Regions from separate parts of the Sus scrofa genome. Here regions 2 and 3 are each linked to region 1. A link is a contact called in public HiChIP or PLAC-seq data. All regions are on one chromosome and are shown on one strand. The core of a region is the stretch at or near the end of the contact, and the rest is flanking DNA. Distances in the headings are between cores, read along the strand shown. Region 1 holds the start of LRP1 (prolow-density lipoprotein receptor-related protein 1). Region 2 holds the start of DDIT3 (DNA damage inducible transcript 3). Region 3 holds the start of ARHGAP9 (rho GTPase-activating protein 9).

Region 1 (4,402 bases), core at 1,135-3,634:
CATTTACCTCCAACGTTTGATGGCTCACACTTTCACTCTTAAAATTTTTTCACTATCTCTCCCAGAAGCTGCTGCACCCAAATCTCTGCCTCAGTTCCCTCTCCCACTTCACAGGGCTGAGAACAAGAGGAAACAACCTGAATAACGGAGGAAGTCATGGGCAAGGGCTGATCTGAAGGATATTCGGGGCAGAGCCTCCTTCCTCCTCTTGGGCAGATAACTGAGGTGTGTGGGGACAAGTGGACAGGGTCCCCAAGATGGCATGATTGAGGGCCACTGAATATAGTGTCTTTCTGGGCACAGCTACTACCTGACCCCCTAACCTCCCTCCCCTAGCTGAAGCAAGCTGGGGGGTGGGGAAGAGAGAGAGATAATCTGGTTTCAGAGAAAAACTTTCCCAATCCCAACCTGGCAAAATTTAGAAGATGGAGGAGGGGTGCAGGGTGATATTGGGCCCAGATTTTCCCCGGGATGAGAGGACTAAATGTCGGGAAGGGATGGGATCCCACCCCTTCTCAAATCAGGGACCCAGCCCAACTCAACTCCATGACCCCAGCTCAAAGCTTGAGCAAGACTTGAACCAGTGACTCACAAGTAAGCGGGAAAATAGCTGACACAGAAAGAGGGAAGGGGGCACCCCACTTCACCGAAAGGACACAGTTCTGGCCCAAGCCTAACTGCAGTATACAAAGTGGTGTGTGTGTGTGTGTGTGTGTGTGTGTCTGTGTGTCTGTGTGTGTGTGTGTGTCTGTGTGTGTGTGTCTGTGTGTGTAGGAGGGAAAATAGTGGAGAGAAATAAACACATTTACCAAAGGAGCAGAGAATGAGGGGGTGAGGGGGTGGGGGCATAGGCATAGACATAACCCCCCTCCAACCTCCAACTCTCCTTCCATTCCAAAATGTGATCAAGCCAGAAGTCAGGGAGCAGGCAACCTTCCTCTACCCTCCCACCTCAGCATTCCAGGCCATTCTCCAGCCCCCTTCCCCAAGGATGACATCTGACATTTTTCATCTCAAAGCTCCCAGGAATTGAGAAATTCAAAGTCATACAGCTTCGTCTGCCCCCACCCTATGCCCCCCAACACGGCCCTTGCCAGGCTACTGACAGAGGCCCTGAGAAGGGGAAGTGCCCATTTCCGCGGAACCCAGGCTGGCAGCCTGCTGGATCCTGGACCCAGGCCTCCTAGCCTGGTCTCCAAGGGCCCAGATTCCACACCCAAGCAGGGGGCCTTCTCTTGGCCCTCCCTCTCCCCACCCACAGCCTTCTCCAGGGCCTGTCTGCTCTCAGCAGGGCACCCCTGACCTGGCTCCCCCTTTCAGATTCAGAGGGCACTGCAAAAGGACCCCCGCCCCCTTTTGCAACCAGTACATTGTAAATCCGGATTCCTTTACAATTCAGATGGGGGGTTGGGGGGTGGAGGACGTAGAAGAGGCGCAGGCCCTCCCCGACCAGAGATAGGAAGAGAAGGCCTCTAGATCCCAGGATCAGAAAAAGGGGATCCCTCTTCTCCCTTCCTAGGCCTCTGGTCTTTGTTTGGGCTGGGGGGTCCCTGAAGCATCATTTGTCAGGGCCCCCATTCTCCAAATTGGACCCCCCCATCCCCACCCCCAGTTGGGCCGCTGCTGTGTCAGCTGGACTGGGATAACAAAAGGCACCCCCTCCCGCGTCTCCCTTCCCCTCCGAACGCTGGAGTGGGGGCTGGGGAGTGGGTGTCCCCAGGGGTCCAAGGGGGCCGCGGGATCTCACTCACCATCGATAGCGGCAGCGACCAGAGCTGAGAGCAGGGGCAGCAACAGCAGCGGCGGCGGGGTCAGCATGGTGTGGGCTGATGCAAGCAGCAGCCCTCTCCCCTCTGGTCCTGTTACTTCTCGCCGTCGCCCCCCCCAATTGGGGGGTCCCCCTTTTTCCTCCTTCCTCCCTTCTCCTCCTCTATTCTTATCCTATCCTTCAGCACAGCGCACCAGGGGCGTGGGTGACGAGGTAAGTTCGGAGCCCCCTTGGGAAGGGCTTGCAGACCAGCTGCACCCCCAGCCCCCCAATCCAAACCCTTCACCCCTGCTGTTCTCCTCGTTCCTCTTTTCCCCCTCTCCCCGGGCGAAGCTCACAGCCCCATCTCCGAGCCGCCTCCGGCTGCAAAAATGCACAATTGGGAGGAGGCGGGGTAGGGGGGTGGGGGCGTGGACCGGGTGGGGGAGCCTTTGGAAGGGGCCTGATGGAGCTCTGGGGGCTCCCCTGGTTTCCGCCTCCTCAGTGCACGGGCCTGGAGCTCGCACCACTGTTACCCGGACTGAGGTGTCGCGGGGCGGGCTGAGGGGGGAGAGGGAGGGGACCAGGAGAGGAGGGAGGGAGAGAAGGGGCGGGGAAAGAAAAAGGGGGGGGGAAGAGCTACGCGGCAGTCCTGTGAGTGCGCATGCGCTGATTTGGCGCGCTGCCCTGGGGAGGGGGAGTCAGAGAGGCGACCAGATTTGGATCTCTGGCTAGCGGTCCTAGAGCGGGGGTCCCGGCCCTGCTGGCTAGTTTTGGGCCTGGAGCGCCTTTTTCCTTGACTGGGGCTTGGTCCCTTGCGCTGCAGAACTGAAGAGGCGAGGGGGGTTGAACAGGGGGCGAGGAGCCCTGAGCGGCTTCTCTTTGAAACTCGGTGTCTTGCCCTAGGATCAGGCCCGGTCTGGGGATCCAAGACCCAGAGGTCTGGGTCGAGGCCCGAGCTCCACGAGAAAGCCCGACTGTGCCTCCGCTGCCCGGGGTGGGGGCGGGGGCCGCCAGTCCGCTGGGAAGATACGGGGAGAGGCTGAGCTTTGATTTGGAGACTTTGTAAGACCGGGACCAGGATTGGGGCCTGCGGCGGAGGGGGGCGGGTTGGGGGAGGGGCCGAGAAGTCCCGCCCTCACCTCGCTCTAGGGCTTGGAGTAAACAGGGACACCCGCGGGGACACGCCGGAGCTTGTCCGCTCGCCTAGGGCTTGGGGATGGAGCCCACCTTAGTACCCGCCCCGCCCTGCTCTCCTGGCACCGGGCGCGGGAGGGGCAGTCCCTGGTTTGGAGGGAGGTGAGTCACTAGCGGGTGGGGTTGAGGAAGGGCCACCCCTCTTAGCCCCAAGAGGTCTGGGCTCATTTATTTTTTTGTTTGGTGTTTTGTTTTTTATACCTTCTGACTGGCTTCCTACCAAGTCGGGGTTTTAGATTCCAAGCAGCAGGGATTTGGAATAAGATGAGGGACTCTAGACCTCTGTCTCCAGGCCTTGAGTTCTAAGGAGGTGTCTGCAGAGTGCCAGACCTTTGTCCTGGCCTAAGTCCCTATGGGAATGCTGCTTTGAGTCCACTGGGCGCCGGGCGGTTCCCAGAGCCCGGCGAATGTGCCTCTGGCCACTGCCCCCTTCTGGGTGGTGTTTTGAGGCTGTACCATGGATGTCTGACTTTCTGGTGTCGACGAAGTCAGAGTTCAGGGAGAAGGCAGGCAACGTCGGCTGCCGGAAACTGACGTTTGAAATGAGGGAGGGTTGCACCACCCTTCTCCCTTTTAAAATTCAAGAAAAGGCCCCAAATCCTCACTCCAGTCTGGCCTTGGCAGAAAGCAGAGCAGCGTGGAGTGTTTGTTGATGGCAGTGAGAGCAAGAGAGGAATCCAGAAGAAGCTAGACCTTTCCTCCAAACTACAACTTCCACCAGGCTGGCTTTGCTCAGGGCCAAGGCCACCTGCCTGTAGACTCTCCCAGGCTGGAAACCTCAGACTTTTTGCCAGCTGGGCCTTTCCTATAGCCAGTCCTGCAAAGCCTGTGCTTGAGATTTGTCATTTTTTTCCCCTTTGAAATGGAGCTCAGAGTTCTTCCATTTCCACTGCCCCTGAGGGTTTCTCTGGGGAGGGGTGGGGTCTTAGCCTTTCATTCCAGGACTCATGGGGTAACAGAGGTGGTCACATTGCAGGGACTCACTATATGTTTTTAATGAATGCCTACTAGGTTGCTTCTTCTCCCTGGAATCCCCTCCTCATATTGTCATCCAAGTGAAGTCAGATTGAAAAAGACTTCGGGCAGCTTTGAAAGGAAAAAGCTAGCTGGAGTGACCATGCATAGCCTGAGAGGGTTGTGAGGGGTAGTCCCATTCCTGTTCCTGCTGCCTATTGTCTGCAGGTGAACCTTGCTAAAATTGCTTTCCCTGTGTCTCTTCCTGGCTGGTGAACCTCTACTGGGCGTCTCTAGGCAACGGAATCCAACGTGAACTCTTCTCTCGGTCCTGACCTTCCAATATCTGGCCTCAGCTAGCAAATCATGATCACTTCTCACTTGCTACCTCCCAAGCCCTACTGTCTCTTGAATGCAAATGTGTATTTATTTGTGTTAACTTTATATTGTAAAAAAATGGCAAAAAAAAGAGTACGAGGCAGGTACAAGGTGAAAGGTCAACTT
Region 2 (4,402 bases), core at 1,191-3,690, 350 kb before region 1:
TGCTGACCCCAAGCCTCCTCGTTAGGCCTGTCCGGTATGAGGCCGAGCAACAGGACACACCCCCGCGCCGAGAAGCCTGGTGACCGTAGCTAACCGGCTTTGCCACCATCGGCCCTGCCCCTTCCCCACCCCCAATCCTGTCTCAGCCGCAGCGTCTCGGGGCCAGCATAGCCACGTCAGTAGCTGGGGCTTCTGGACCCTCCACAGGACATTTTTTCCGCGCCCTTGCAGAGGACAGAATCTTAAAGAGGCTGACACAAGCCTTTGGGAAGAGGGGTGCCCATGAACCGGGAGCGGAGATGGGTTTTCCCTTTCCTCAGAGCTCCCTGGGTCTCCTGCACAAGAGAGCATCCCGGATCTTTTAAGTGAGGAAAGCCATTTGGGGTCTCCCCAATGAATTGTCCTTCCCCTGGGATTGGTCTATGCCTCCTTCCCCGTGTCCTGTCTCCAACTAATCTCTGTGTAACCATTGCATCAGGCTAGCTAGCCCCCTGCTCGGCTCTGCAGCCCTCTGGCCTGCGGCTCCACTGCTGATGAAAGCTATGTCCCACACACTGGAAGGCAAGGAGGGTTCCCCAGGGAGGACAGCCCTGCAGAGAAACACTCAGGACGGTATTGCGTCTACAGTCCCCAGGGATAGGCAGCTGCTGCTCTGCCTCTGGGCTTCATCCTCCTTATCCCTATGAGGGACAGGGGAGAATGCACCATTCATTCCTAACAAATATTTAACCAGCACCTCCTATGTGCCATGCAGTGTGAGGCTCAGCATACATCCATGGACAAAAGAAAAAAAAAAAAATTCTCTGCTCTCCCAGAGCTTCCATTGCAGTAGGAAAAGGCATACAGTAAGCAAATATGTAAGTGCCACGGGAAAAGCTAAGGCATGGAGGGGTAGAGAATGCTCAGAGAGGAGAATACAGTTTACCTGAGTGGTCAGGGATTCCCTTTCGGAGGTGACATTTAAATGAGAGACCTAAATAGAGGCAAAGCAGTAAGGCATGCAGTATGTGGAGAGCACTCCAGGTGAAGAACAGCAAGAGCACAGGTCTTAACGTGGAAGCGTGTGTAGTATCTTTAGGGAACAGGAGGCCAGTTGGCTGGACTGAAGTGAGCAAGAGGGAGAGTGGTCAATGAGAAAAACAAGGCGAGGGAGGAGCAGATTATGGAGGGCCTTCTAAGCCATTTTAAGGACTTCAGCCTTTATTATGTGTGAAACTGGAAGATTTTGAACAGAGGAGTGACATGGCTTGACATAAGGTGTTTTGGGTTTTTTTGGTCTTTTTGTCCTTTTAGGGCGACACCTGTGGCATATGGAGGTTCCTAGGCTAGGGGTCCAATTGGAGCTGTAGCTGCCAGCCTACACCACAGCCACAGCAAGGCAGGATCCAAGCCGAGTCTGCGGCCTACACCACAGCTCACGGCAATGCTGGATCCTTAACCCACTGAGCAAGGCCAGGGATGGAACCCACGTACTCATGGATACTGGTCAGGTTCATTAACCACTGAGCCACTATGGGAATTCCTTGACATAAGTTTTAAATGGCTCACCTTGCCTGCTGTTGTAAATAAACTCTGAGAGGGGTGGCTGGAACAAAAACTGGGAGACCTTTTAGTCAAGAGGCTTCTGCAGTCACCCAAGAGAGATGACAGTAACTTGATTAGAAACAATGGAATTGGTGAGAAGTGTTGATTCTGGGGTTTTGAAGCATCAGGTAAGTTTTGGAGTTCTCTTGTGGCACAGAGGGTTAAGGATCTGACATTGTCACTGAAGCGGCTTGGGTCAAGGGCACGGCCAAAAAAAAGGGGGGTGGTGTTTCCTGGTGGTTTGGATTGGATTGTGGGATATGAGAGGAGAGGAACCAAGGATGATAGCAAGATTTTTGGCTCAAGCAACTAGAGTTGCCATATGCTGAGGTGGGAGAGACCTTGCAAGGGGAAGATTAGTAGGAGTTTGTTTTGGGACATAATAAGTCAGAGATGCCTATCAGCTACCCAAAAGGAGAATGGCAAGTAAGCAGTTAAGAGCTGGAGGTCCCAGGAGAGGTCTAGACTGGAAATAGACATTTGGAGGATGTCAGTGTGGGAATGGAATTAGAATACCACCTGATTTGTTCTCTCTTTTGTAGTCCATTCCTTACTCTGGAAGGTTTGAGGTCTGCCTTGAATTTAGAGAAAGCTGAGTTGGCCAGGATTTTGCTGTTATGTAATCAGGACTACAAATGTCAGCAACTAAAAATAAAGGAAGTCAGGGCTCTTCTCTGTCCTTGGAAGTGGCTACAGGGACCAATAATTATCCATGCTCTGTAAGTCAGGAAGTAAGGGAAGGACCAGTAGAAAATTGGAGATAAAAGAACCTGCCTCTCCTGCTAAAAATGGCTAATGTTTGTCCTTGATCCCCACAGTGTTCCAGAAGGAAGTGTATCTTCATACATCATCACACCTGAAAGCAGGTAAACTTAATAACTCTGTCCCAGAACCAGCTCCTATGAATTGCTGCTCAGGCTCCCTGTAAGAGGACCCTAAGAAAGGATACTCAGAGAAGATGGGAGAGGAGGGTTTGAATCTGAGCAGGCTTGTACTATCAGGGCACATCTGTCTGCTGGCCTGTCCCTAACAAGGTGACCAAATTACCATTTTTAGAATATGTCCTAATTGAAAGCTTGCTGTGTGAGTGCAGTCAGGTGAGGTCTCACCACACACCTCAGTCCCCATCAAGGTTAGACTGACCCAAAGGATCCCCACACAGGAGGAAAAAGGAGCACAAATGGTCTGGTAACTGCCCCTAGAAACAACCAGTGGACTTCCTCAAGGGGGACTGAAGACTTTTATCAGGAAGCCATAAGAATGTATGTCTAGACACTTGCTTCTTCCAGTGCTGGGCAAAAGCATGGAGGGAGGATCATTCTAGGTCAGAGGTTGGTAAGATTTTAAAGGCCCAGATAGTAAATGTTTTAGATGTTGAAGGCCACACAGTCTCTGTCACAACTCATCTCCACTGTTATAGCATGAAAGCAGCCATGAACATGTAAATAAATGGATGTGGCTGTGTCCCAATAAACCTTTATCTACCAAAACAGACAGGCGGCAGCAGGCCAGTTTGCCAGCCTATAGACTGCTTCGTGGAGCTTCTGTCCCCACCCCCCACTATCCTGAGTATGTCCTTTTCCAGAGCCTAATCCAGCCGCAGAGATGGCAGCTGAGTCATTGCCTTTCTCCTTCGGGACACTGTCCAGCTGGGAGCTGGAGGCCTGGTATGAGGACCTGCAGGAGGTGCTGTCCTCAGATGAAAATGGGGGTAACTATGTCTCACCCCCTGGAAATGAGGTGAGAATGCAAGGCTGAATGTTGCAGGGGGCGGGTAGGGGTTACTTCCCTTCCTTTCTCAAGCAATTAATACCTTCTCTGTCTTTCTTCATTCCCTTGAAGGAGGAGTCAAAAACCTTCACCACTCTTGACCCTGCCTCTCTGGCTTGGCTGACTGAGGAGCCAGGACCAGCAGAGGTCACACACACCTCCCAGAGCCCACACTCGCCTGATTCCAGTCAGAGCTCCCTGGCTCAGGAGGAAGAGGAGGAAGACCAAAGAAGACCCAGGAAACGGAAACAAAGTGGCCATTCCCCAGCCCGGGCTGGAAAGCAACGCATGAAGGAGAAAGAACAAGAGAATGAAAGGAAAGTGGCACAGCTAGCTGAAGAGAACGAACGGCTCAAGCAGGAAATCGAGCGCCTGACCAGGGAAGTGGAGGCGACTCGCCGAGCTCTGATTGACCGGATGGTTAATCTGCACCAAGCATGAACTTTTGGGACCAGCACTCCCGCCTTGGGCTACTGCTGACCTTTCCTGGAAGTGGCTACCAACCACCTTCTTACCAGTGCCAACAGTGTACCCTCAACCCCCTCTATTCATGAGGGAAAGCTTAGGGTAGATGACAGGAAAGGGTCTCAGTATGTATATAGAGAGATTGTATGTTTATTTATTACTGCCCAAATCCATTAAAGTGACTTTCTTTGAGCCAAGTTTTCACTTTCACCTTTTCTTCTTGCCTTTAGGGGTCTCAAAGGGTTTCCCCTCAGCTAGAGCCAACTGTTTCTTCAGATCCAAAAGTTTAGCCACCTCCGCAGCAACCTGGTTCTTGTCTGCCTTTTGTGCTTTCAATTCTCGGACAATGTTGCCCTAAGAGAAGGGGTAGGGAGAATAACAACAGTGAGACCAGAAAGGACCTACTTAGGATTAAGCTTTTCCAGCCTCCCATAGGGCTCCATACCTGCTTCGTCACTTCATCCATCAACACTTGTACCTGCTGTGGTCCAGCTGTTGTCACAGTCTCTACAACTGCTGGCTTGGGGGATACTTTTGCCTGGAGAACAACAACGGAGTTAGCACCCACTACCATAAATAATTC
Region 3 (4,402 bases), core at 867-3,366, 330 kb before region 1:
ATGAAGAGTAGAGAGTATCCCTCACTGGGTGACGGCCGGGGGGGAGGAGCCCATAAAGAAATTCTCTCTTTGCTTTCCAACAACGGAAAAAGTTAGTAGCCTCGCTCAAAAGCGCTCTTCAAGTCACCGCCCACCTGAAGCACTGAGGCTCTGTGGGAACCCCTCTGCTTTGTTCCAAACCTCAGGCTCATTGCTGACAGCTCTCCCCTCAAGGAAGCTGGGCTGGGGCTGCTTTTGGAGGTAGGGCCGGAGGGCCAGCACACCCTGCTGCTTCAGCACAGTCTCCACAGCTCGCTGACATGGCTCCTGAGAACTCAGCGTCTGGAACCAGCTGTGCAGGGTACCCAGCTCCTCTGTGGGCAGGGGAGAAAAGAGGCAATCAGCAAGACCTAACATGGGAAGATGGGAGGGTGGCCCAACCCCTTCTTTTTTTTTTTTTTTTTTTTTTTTTTTGGTTTTTTAGGGCCACACCCAAGGCATATGGAAGTTCCCAGGCTAGGGATCGAATCAGCCGGGCTACACCACAGCCACAACAACACCAGATCCAAGCCTAGTCTTTGAGCTACATGGCAGCTGGCGGCAACGCCAGATCCTTAACCCACTGAGTGGGGCAGGGGATCAAACCCTCGTCCTTATAGATACTAGTCCAGTTTGTTACCACTAAGCCACAATGAGAACTCCAGCCTCTTCTTCATGAAGTTTCTCCAGCTGGCTTTCCCAGTTCCCTCAGCCCTCTTTCTGCTATAGCTGCCCATCAAGCTACACCTCAAACTGGTTCCTCATTATTCACCTACCCACTCTGTTACCCCTACACCAAGCTCCTGGTGTTGGAGCTAGGGGTGAAGCAATGGGCAGTTCTCACCAGGAAGGTAGGCTGGGTCTTGGAGTAACGGGTACAGCGCTCCCCACAAAACAATGTCAGCTAAAGATTCTGTCTCCTTTGTTGAGAAAAGCAAAGAAAGAGGCAGGTGAGGCACTCAGTTTCTTCCCAATGAATGTCACATTTCATACATTTGCTACACACTTACAAGGTATCAAGCACCGTATTAAGCATATTTTAATTATCTCAGTCTTCACAACCCACTGAAGTGAATGCTAATATTACCCCCTTTCAAAGATGAAAAACTGAAGGTTTGAATTTATTGAGGTCTCTTTGTTGCTGCTCTTTTTTTTGTTTTTTTTGTCTTTTAGGGCCACTCCTGCAGCATGTAGAAGATCCCAAGTTAGAACTATATCCGCCAGCCTACGCCACAGCCACAGCAATGTGGGATCTGAGCAGCATCTGTGCCCTACACCACAGCTCCTGGCAACGCCGGGTCCTTAACCTACTGAGCGGGACCAGGGATCAAACTTGCATCCTCATTGATACTAGTCGGGCTTGCTATCACTGAGCCACAACGGGAACTTCCAAGTGTAGTGAGTTTTAAAGGTTACACTGCTAGTTGAGAGGCAGTTTGGGGGTCGGAACTCTGAATACAGTGTTCTTTCCTAACTCTCATACCACACAGCTTTCCCCAATCCCCATCTCAAGGCCCAACTCACCCCAGCCAGGAAAGGACAGCTCCGACGACTCAGGCTGTGGTCAATATGAGTCAGGGCTCTCCGGACTGGGCCAAGAACATCTTCCCCCTTCTTCCCCTGGACCACTAAATAGTACAGGGCAGCGGACAAAGCTGGCTAAAATGCGGGAGACACAAGTCAGGATGGCCATGCAAAGCAATGGCCTGCCTGCCTGTGATTCCCCCACATCTCAGTCTTACCTGCAGCTCTGTTGCTTCCCATTCCAGCCACTGGTTGGTGAGGTCATCTTGCTCCCACCCAGACAACAGAAAGAAGTATCTAACCAGGGAGAGAGCAACAGAAGGTAGAATGAGAGGGGCCTGTTTCTCACCCCCTAGTGAAACAGTGATTGTAAATAAGGCCACAGAGGACAATAATCCCTGATTTTATTCAGCCACCTCCCTGAATCAAGGACCAATACTGACCGACAGATTGCACTGGCGGAGAAGAGGTAGTTGCCACTATCCAGTTGCAAGACAGGGACCTTAGGCCGAGTCAGGAATGGAACCACACACTCTGATGCAGAACAGGAAAATGGGTGAAATACAGGGAAAAGAAAACAAATACTCTGTCAACTTAGAAGGACAACTTCACAGTGTTGGGGGCCTGGGGGAAGAAAGATGGGCCGTCTCAAGGAGAGGTTCCAGGATAGGACCACTGAAAGGGGGTGGGTCCAGAATACGCTGGAGAGACCAGCAGGTGTTCAGCTGAGACTGCCAGCTGGAAACAACAGATGGGAGTTGCAGACGGGAGGCGGTGGTATTGGGGTAGTGCTGCAGCCAAGAACTGAAACAACTGAAAGTAACTAGGATATCTGAGAGATCTGAGCTACACTGGAAGAACAAAATTAAGAGAACTGGGAGGATGGACAAGAGAACCTCTTAAGAGTCAAACAGATGGCTGGGAATGAGAAGAGGTAAACCGAAGGGAATATGTGTGTCTGGGTTTAGGAGAGGCGAGTGGGGTTTCCTAAGAACAAAGGAAAGGGGTGCCTGGGGAATTGTCATGTGAGTGACTAGCGAGTGTGTGTGGGGTCGGGGGGGAGTGCCGGGTAGGTGTGGGAGGTTAATAAAGGGAAAGAGTTTCACTGAAGTAAGGCGAGGTCCTGGGAAACGAAGAAGGGGAGGCAAAAGATGAGGGAAGGGGACACTGAGGAGAATTAGGTAACCGATGAAAGATGTGACTGGGAGGGAAACGGGATGGGGTGCCCAAGGACATTGCGGGAGAAATCTGACGGGAGTGCATGGTGGGGGGATGGGGGGTGGTAAAAGACAACTGTAGGGTGGGTGTCGGGCGTGTTCGCGTCCCGCCCTCCTCATCCACCGCCCACCAGCACCAGCCCGTCTACCTTCGGGGCCTACAGTGCTGATGAGCAGCTCCACTCTGCCCTGGGCCCTCCCGGCCGCAGCTAGCACAGGCAGGCTCCCCGGGGCGCCCTCGCTCACGAACAATCTCATTTCGCCGTGGGTCCCACGCTGATGCAACCGGAACCGGTCTCCCGCCAGAGGGATAAGCGATTGCCGCGCGGCACGCCGGGAAATGGAGTTCCGACTAAAGCTGTTCCCCGGGCCTGGGTTCCGGAAGTAGACTATTTCTCCCATCATACAACACTAGGAAACAGGAAAAGAGTGCCATAGAGACGAAGAGGCCGTAAACGCAGTGCCAGAGTGGCATCTTTTTGATGGGAGGGCCAGAAAGGACCTTTATGTGTGGGATCCGGCTTGTAATCCTCTAACGCCTCCCGAGAGCGGTGAAGGATACCGAGGGGTACAGTTATCTCGCTGAAGTGGCGACGTCAAGACTGCGGCTACTCGCAATGGCCCACTCTCGATTCGAGCTCATAAGAGAGTTCTGGAATTGATAGATAAGCGTATTTTAGTGACATAATGAAAATTAGTGTAGGTATCCTATTAGTAAAAAAGAATGTGACAATTATATATTTATTTCATACCAGTCTGAAGCGCGTATACAGCCAGGTGCTAACATTAAAGGGAAATGAGTCTGTGTAGGAAAAAGTTCAGATTGCTGGGGAGTAAGAAAGCAGAGTTTGGCAGTAAGTATACACTACTCAAGGAAGCGCATGTCAGTAATTGAGAAAGGGACCCTTCTTTATCGTCTTTGTACCCCTTTAAGAATAATTGATATCTTAGAGTACTTATGAGCTGGACACTTCTAAATATATATATAGGAGTTCCCTGGTGGCTCAGGAGGTTAAGGATCCAACATTGTCATTACTGTGGCTCTGGTTATAGCTGCTGTGCAGTTGGATCCCTGGCCCAGGAAATTCCGAGTACTACAGATGTGGCAAAAAATATGTGCAGGTATACATTTAATTCTCAAAAAACTATGGAGTTTCTGGGCCTCATTTGAAACTAAGCCATAAGAAGCCTTGCAATTTAGGCCCAGGCTTCTTGGAACACTCCAAGAAGCTGTGAGCTGCCTTGTAAGAAATCTTACTACCCTGAGATTGCCATGCTGGAGAGGTATCATGTTGACATTCTGGCTGACAGGCCAGCTGATCCCAGCATTCCAGTCATCCTCATCACGGAGTCAGATATCTGAATGGAGCTCTCCAGAACAACCCATCTATCTGCCTGCTGAATACCACAAAGTGACCCTCGTCAGTGCCACGTGGGACAGGAGAATCACCCAGTTGAGCCCTGCCCAAATTTCTCTCCATAAAATGGTGGGTTATAAGAAAACAGTTATTTTTTTAAATTACAAACAATAAGATAGCTTCTCTCATTCTTATTTTTCAGATGAGGAAACTGAAGCACAGAGAGGTTACTTTGTTCTATACCAGGCATTTAAGATATGATTATTCATAAAATATTTCTACTTT

What was found. HiChIP or PLAC-seq counts read pairs in DNA pulled down with a chosen protein or histone mark.
Region 2: a contact with region 1 is called in an H3K27ac HiChIP or PLAC-seq map of alveolar macrophages. The contact joins the promoter of DDIT3 here to the promoter of LRP1 in region 1. A contact is called at or near these places in 1 of 47 Hi-C or Micro-C datasets (heart right ventricle) and 1 of 2 datasets of contacts at active chromatin or transcription factors (alveolar macrophages).
Region 3: a contact with region 1 is called in an H3K27ac HiChIP or PLAC-seq map of alveolar macrophages. The contact joins the promoter of ARHGAP9 here to the promoter of LRP1 in region 1. A contact is called at or near these places in 2 of 47 Hi-C or Micro-C datasets (epiblast stem cells and omental adipose tissue) and 1 of 2 datasets of contacts at active chromatin or transcription factors (alveolar macrophages).

The regions. Positions count from the first base shown.
Region 1 is chr5:22,433,618-22,438,019 of Sscrofa11.1, reverse strand. LRP1 (prolow-density lipoprotein receptor-related protein 1) reads right to left here and starts at 2,384. Exons shown (of 93, transcript XM_021091826.1): 1 at 1,752-2,384. The coding sequence starts at 1,818.
Region 2 is chr5:22,785,055-22,789,456 of Sscrofa11.1, reverse strand. DDIT3 (DNA damage inducible transcript 3) reads left to right here and starts at 2,440. Exons shown (of 3, transcript NM_001144845.1): 1 at 2,440-2,450; 2 at 3,170-3,324; 3 at 3,427-3,875. The coding sequence starts at 3,190. The coding sequence ends at 3,795. It overlaps MARS (methionine--tRNA ligase, cytoplasmic), which reads right to left. Exons shown (of 22, transcript XM_021091867.1): 21 at 4,265-4,357; 22 at 3,948-4,173. The coding sequence ends at 4,027.
Region 3 is chr5:22,759,893-22,764,294 of Sscrofa11.1, reverse strand. ARHGAP9 (rho GTPase-activating protein 9) reads left to right here and starts at 2,116. Exons shown (of 18, transcript XM_021091869.1): 1 at 2,116-2,476. It overlaps MARS (methionine--tRNA ligase, cytoplasmic), which reads right to left. Exons shown (of 22, transcript XM_021091867.1): 2 at 2,909-3,411; 3 at 1,986-2,076; 4 at 1,761-1,839; 5 at 1,543-1,677; 6 at 863-938; 7 at 181-353. The coding sequence starts at 3,164.